Regions from separate parts of the Mus musculus genome. Here region 1 is linked to region 2. Evidence: chromatin contacts called from public promoter capture Hi-C data. All regions are on one chromosome and are shown on one strand. Each heading gives the region's core, a stretch centred on a gene start, on an enhancer-like site or on the middle of the called end of the contact. The rest is flanking DNA. Distances are from core to core; before and after follow the strand shown. Region 1 holds the start of Phf20l1 (PHD finger protein 20-like 1). Region 2 overlaps Kcnq3 (potassium voltage-gated channel, subfamily Q, member 3).

Region 1 (2,700 bases), core at 6-2,505, 540 kb after region 2:
TGTTTTAGGTGATCCATAATTCCTACAGTCATCCTAGTGTATCAAGGACTTCTACTGCTAAAACAGTAATTATTGCAAACATTGTAAATCACAGTACTGGGGGACAAAAATATTTTAGAACTGTCTTCTTGCATTGGCATTTTCTTGTGTGTGTGATCTTACTTGTATTCTAATTTTACAGCAAATTAAATAACCGTACATAATATTTTAAAAGTGGAAAGTATAATTCTGCCTGTGACAGAAAAAAGATTCTAGAAATAATAGAAATATTAATTGTATTGGACCAATGAGAACCACAGAGGATTAAAAAGAAGAACATAAAGACAAATATCATCTCAGAACTGTCTTATTCGCATTGTTTGTAGCATCACTAAGCTCAGTATAACTCTGCAACTATTAGATATATATTTCTTGAATGAATGTCTTTTGAATAAAAGGATGATTATGAAGATTTTCTCAATTTACCAAATCTCTTGAAAGTCAGAGAAAACATTTCTATTTTCACTGTACACGATGAAGCAAGATAAATATAAGTGTCATTTGTATGCAGTGATGCACTTTTAAAACGTGGGAGGCAGAGTGATGGAGTGGGGAAAAAAATAGATGTTTTCTCTCAGTAGCACTTTGAATGATAACTTGTAGATCTTCTCAAAGTTGGGATAGGGATTCTCCTGCTTAATATAGACTTTGGTACATGGTAGGTGTTCAACAGAGGTAGTCCTATACTATTAATTGTGAAGACTTGTTCTATTAGTACCCTAAACTTCTTAGGAATTTTTAAAGATTCTTAAGAATCTTTTATTTGTTTTATAAAGATTTCTGAATTTGGAAAGTAGTATAAGTGTGCAGTTTTGATTGTCATGTGATATATTTATAGCAGAGTGTCGTGACAAAGTATCCATTCAAAAGAGACAATTCTGATTTTGTAATACAGATCATTGTGTCTGTCCTTAACGTGGGATAGAACAGACACGGTGAAAAGTGTGTGGTGCATTGACAAGTTTGCCCAATGTGTCAAGTAGTGGGATTTGTTAGAAACCAGCAACAATCACAAAAGGCCACCATCCTCTTGACCCCACCAAGGGGAATCTAGAGCCCAGGTCTTTTCTATGTGTAAGTAGCCCAGCCTGGCCGAAGCCCCACCCCCAGAATAGTCCTCCAATCGGCTGCGCCGCGCCAGCCCGGCCCTCGCGTACCACGTGACTCAACCCAGCCCGCTTCCGGCGCGTCGCGGGCGGCTGACGTCCCCGGCCGGCGTCGCGTCAGGGCTGGCCGGCGGCGGTGGTGGCTGCGGAGGCGGCAGCGGCGGCAGCGACGGCGGCTGCGATGGTAGCGGAGCCGGAGTGGGCTTGAGGGCTTCCTCCCGCGTTTCCTCGGGCCGACGCGGCGCCGCGGGCCCGGCTCACTCGGCTCCCGCTCCCTCCCTTGCTGCTGCCCGGGCAGACTCGAACGAGGCCCGCGCTGGCCTCCCTGACGCGCCCCGGCTCGGCCCCGGACGGCCCGGCTGCTGTGCGGAGACGAGGCCGAGTCGGTAAGAGGCGGCGGAGGGGCCTGGAAGCTGCCGGGTCCCCGGGCTGCGCTCGCGCCCGCGTTGCTCTCGGCCGGCGTCCCGCTCCCTGCCATCCGCTGACCCTATTGTCTGCGCGCCGCCGCGCTACCCCCGCCTTCCTTCCCTTGCCGGGCCGGCGGCTGTCAACCTGCAGCTCCCGGGCTCCGGGCCAGCCGCGCCGCGGCCTTTCCTGGCTCCCCTTGACACCCCTGCGAGCCCGCCTCGTCCCCTCTGCTTAGCTTCGCGGTCTTTCCCTCACCGCTCTCTAGCTCTGTGTGTCTGTCTCTTTCCTCTCACTGTCATCTCTGCAAACTTCCACCATCCTTACAACGAACTCTTTTTTACCGCTTTCTGGTCTTTTTTCATTTCTCTTTTTGTTTCCTTCTCCCCTTTCTCGCTCCCTGTTCCACAGTTTCACTTTAAGGGTCTGTCCAATAGATTGTCTTTCGTAAAAGTTCCTAATTCTGCCGCCTCCCTCATTCTCCTGTCTCCTCACAAGAGAATGGAAATCGTCCCTGCCTTTTGAGGTCCTCATTCCTGAGAGTCACGGGGGATTAGATTTACAGGCTGGAAGTTTGATCTTAGGAAATGTTAGCATAACTGGCAAACTGCCTCTTCGGATTCTATTTCTGTACATTGAAGTAACAGCCTTGTATGTTGCACACTTACAAGATTTCTATTTAAAATATTTATGTTTGTTCCCATTACACCTAGTGTGTCCTGGCTATGAATCTTAACCTCACTGATGCCATGTCAGGATATTCTATATCCCCTTAGGCACGACCTTGTAAACTTGATCCCCCATATTTTTGTAACAAGCGTTGATGCTATTTCTTTTCTTCCCTTTTCAGATTAAAAAAAAAAAAAAAAAACAGGAAGGGACATTTGGAATTCTGTTTGCTCTTAAGTTTTACCTGTTTTAAACAGTGGCTAAAACATTATAAGATTTTTCGTTTGTGTGGGGATTTTTCATTTGTGTGGTGTTTATTTTTTTTTTTTTTAAGCTAGAAAGATCCTAGTGAGTAGTAATGTAAGAACATGTTCTAAGCATCTCCCTCCAACAAGAGCAGCGTTAGATTCCTGGTCCCCAACCCGTTGTATTTTGATAAGACCGTGCTTGCCAGTTATTATTTTCATTCCACTATTGATAC
Region 2 (3,006 bases), core at 129-2,628:
TCAGTACATGATGGGAATCGGCCAAGTGCATCTAACTTTCAGAGTTGGATGACCACGTGGTCTGTGTTGCTTGGTCAGTCATACTCCACTCCTGGAGAGCAGAGGCTGTACCAGGTTTGTTTATATCCAGTGACTAACCCAGGGCTCAGAGCTTTAAGTAACCAAGAATTGCTTTAGGAAAATATCAAAGTGACTTCCATAATTCCCTATTGCTGGAATTAAAGACACAGAACACACACACACACACACACACACACACACACACACACTTTGTTACACAGACATGAGTACACTGGATAGTATGTATACAAGTTATATGACTGGTAGATCACCAATGTCAGTTTCTGGTTTCAATGCCTGGCAACACATTCATATATGACACACACATATGATACATACATACACATACACACATATGGCACACACACAGCACATAAACATACAGTGTATTGATTGAACACTTGCTTAGCATGTGTCAAGTTCTGGCTTTAATTCCTAGTACCTCTGGCTTTAATTCCTAGTACCACACGTGAACACATGCACACACAGGCATATACGATAGAGACACATAGTGTACATACATGTGTATGCACAATGTGCATTCATATAACAGCTCCCATGTGTCTGTTGTTTGCTTTCCATGATTTTAGTCATTCATTGCTAGCATACTCTGAGAATATTAAATGCAAACTCCATAAACAAGCCATTGATGGGTATTAAATTACTTTATTATGATTTGTTACTGTCCATGTTCTACTCAGGTTAGTTATTCCTATTAATCTTGTACCGTGCTTAGTCTGTAAATTAAGCTTTATTACAGGCAGGCAACAAATATAGAAACACACAGTATGAATAGTTTGCTTCTACCGACTATTGGACATTTACCGAGCACCCTAGCACACATCAGAAAGGACAATGGAGATATCTGTATCTATATCTGTACTCAGCTCAGCGAGGGCTGTGGTCAGTGATTGCTGTCATGGCTGGCGAAAGAGAAGGGATGAGGAGATAATAAGGGTTTCCTGAAAGATAATCCTCCTGGTGGTCTCAGAAGGACTGAACAGAGTGACAGGAAGAGCAAGAGGAGCACATTGAGGCTCTTGTTGCTAGGATATGACAAAACAAATGTCGGGTGTGTGGTGGCCTCAGGCCCAAGAATATGAGAAGCTTCGAGAGAATGTGCTGAATTTGAAGTCCAAGTGAAACTCTACATAGTGTCAATCAAAACCCAAGATTAAACTTTACAAGAAAGGTTGATATCCTATGGACCTAGTCTAACACTGTGGGAGAGGAGGTGGAGAAATCACCTTTATCCCACCATGCAGTTTCAAGCTAGTTCTGATCAGCCTGCAGCATGCAGCACCCAGACTTAACCAGCAGGGGGCAGCCAACAACCACACAAGTAGCTATGCACAGGAGTCATTGGGATCTACTTTCTAAGACTGGAGAAAGATCGGTAATTTATGAAACTCAAATCATCTAGGAAGGCCTTCTAACCTCAAGAAGAGAAGACATTTTTCAGCTTCTTGCAAAGTTCAAACTGTCCTTAAAATAGCTCGAGTTCAGCAGTCAGCCTCTGTCAGCCTTGCTGACAGAAGCCGGATGTGTCTGGCCCGCACAGCACCTGCCCTTCAGGTTCCTTTGTCTGGTGCTCTGTAGATGCCTGACTTTAACATTTTTTTTCTCCTCCCCTGTACCATTTGCAACTCTGAGCTCCCTCTCTACAGTCCTTTCTGCTTCTTTCCCTTACCCCTCACTACCTGGCTCATCCCTGTGTCTCTTCTTCTACCCCATCCCTACCTTCCTAGGCTCTGTGCACTCACATCCTCTCCCTCCCTCTGTGGTCTTCAGGCCTAGAATAGGAGGTTTGGGAAGAGATCCCTGAGGGGATCCAGCAGGGCCCTTCTGTCCACATTTCCAGGCTGTGTTTGAGAGCAATGCTGGTCGGTGTCAATGCCGTCCTCATGCCCTTCCCCCAGACACAGTCACCTCCATGCTTCTCCTGAAGAACTCTTTCCTTATCTGCTACCATCTTTCAGCCAAGCAGGAGCTAAAGAAGTCAGGGGAGAAACGCATAAGGGCACTTTGAACTGCACACTATTCGGAACTGTGTGGCTTAGGCAATCAGTCCCAGGTTCAGTGCGTCCTGCCCAGGTCCGCTCAGTACCAGACCTCCACCAGGCAGCACCCAGGGAGACACAGGCAGCTCTTCCATCAAGAAGGTAAAGGAGGACCTGCCATGACACTGAGATAAGGAGGTGGAAAATGCACACACATATGCTGCCATTTCTATTTGGTCTTTTCTTTCTTTTCTCCTGAGAACATCAGTGGAGCCATGGGAAGCGTCACTACTTTATATACATACTTATATACGTAAGACCAGAGCTTCCAAGACCAGGTGACAGCAACACCAAGGGAACAAGAGATTCTACTTGGCTGAGAGCCAGTAAGAGACCTTGATGGAGAATTTGCAGGGAATCCACCAAGTAGGTGAAGGTACCAGGCCACCCCATTTAACTGGGAGGATAGTTCCCTTTCTGTTCCTCTGGACTCCCATATTTGAGAAGTCTTCAATTAGGGACCCTGCTGGGACTTTCAGTAACTCTGGGGCAACTTTCCACTAAATGTCCCTCAAGGCTAGGGAGGCAGGCAGCAGCTGGATCCACTTGATTATCATTAGAGTTCCTTCATTGAAAGCGATGAAAGTTCTCTCATCCTAGGCAGGTGTAGGCAGAATGAACAAATAGAGCGGGTGTGCCTGGCTCCTTCACACCTGACTTGCCTCAAGGCACTGCCATGGTTCCTGGCTCTTGAGCACATGAAATAAACCTGACAAAGAGTTGCTAATAAAGTCTACATATGTAAAGAACTCAAATGATTCAACAATAACAAAATCAAATAACTAAATTACACTGGTCTAAAAATCTGGATATATGAAATATCTATGTATGTACATATACATATAATATAGATATAAATTTTATATATATATATATATTCCCAACT

Evidence for each region. Promoter capture Hi-C pulls out the DNA fragments that hold promoters and counts their contacts.
Region 1: a contact with region 2 is called in a promoter capture Hi-C map of hippocampal neurons, with 9 times the contacts expected there. The contact joins the promoter of Phf20l1 here to the enhancer-like site in region 2. A contact is called at or near these places in 9 of 39 promoter capture datasets (the 3T3-L1 cell line, embryonic stem cells, hippocampal neurons and 4 more), 1 of 15 datasets of contacts at CTCF or cohesin (stem cell-derived epiblast-like cells), 4 of 484 Hi-C or Micro-C datasets (cerebellar granule neurons, cerebral cortex, cortical neurons and 1 more), 4 of 115 datasets of contacts at active chromatin or transcription factors (cardiomyocytes, epiblast stem cells, forebrain and 1 more) and 1 of 9 other capture datasets (embryonic stem cells).

The regions. Positions count from the first base shown.
Region 1 is chr15:66,576,317-66,579,016 of GRCm38.p6, forward strand. Phf20l1 (PHD finger protein 20-like 1) reads left to right here and starts at 1,256. Exons shown (of 21, transcript NM_001081409.1): 1 at 1,256-1,531.
Region 2 is chr15:66,032,708-66,035,713 of GRCm38.p6, forward strand. All of the region lies in intron 1 of Kcnq3 (potassium voltage-gated channel, subfamily Q, member 3), which reads right to left. Among named protein-coding and RNA genes, the nearest start is that of Hhla1, 57 kb to the left of the region's middle. Within about 2 kb of position 1,379, at least 9 of the 459 cell types and tissues checked have an H3K27ac peak or open chromatin away from gene starts, as enhancers often do. A contact at or near this core is called in hippocampal neurons and stem cell-derived epiblast-like cells, where this site is marked.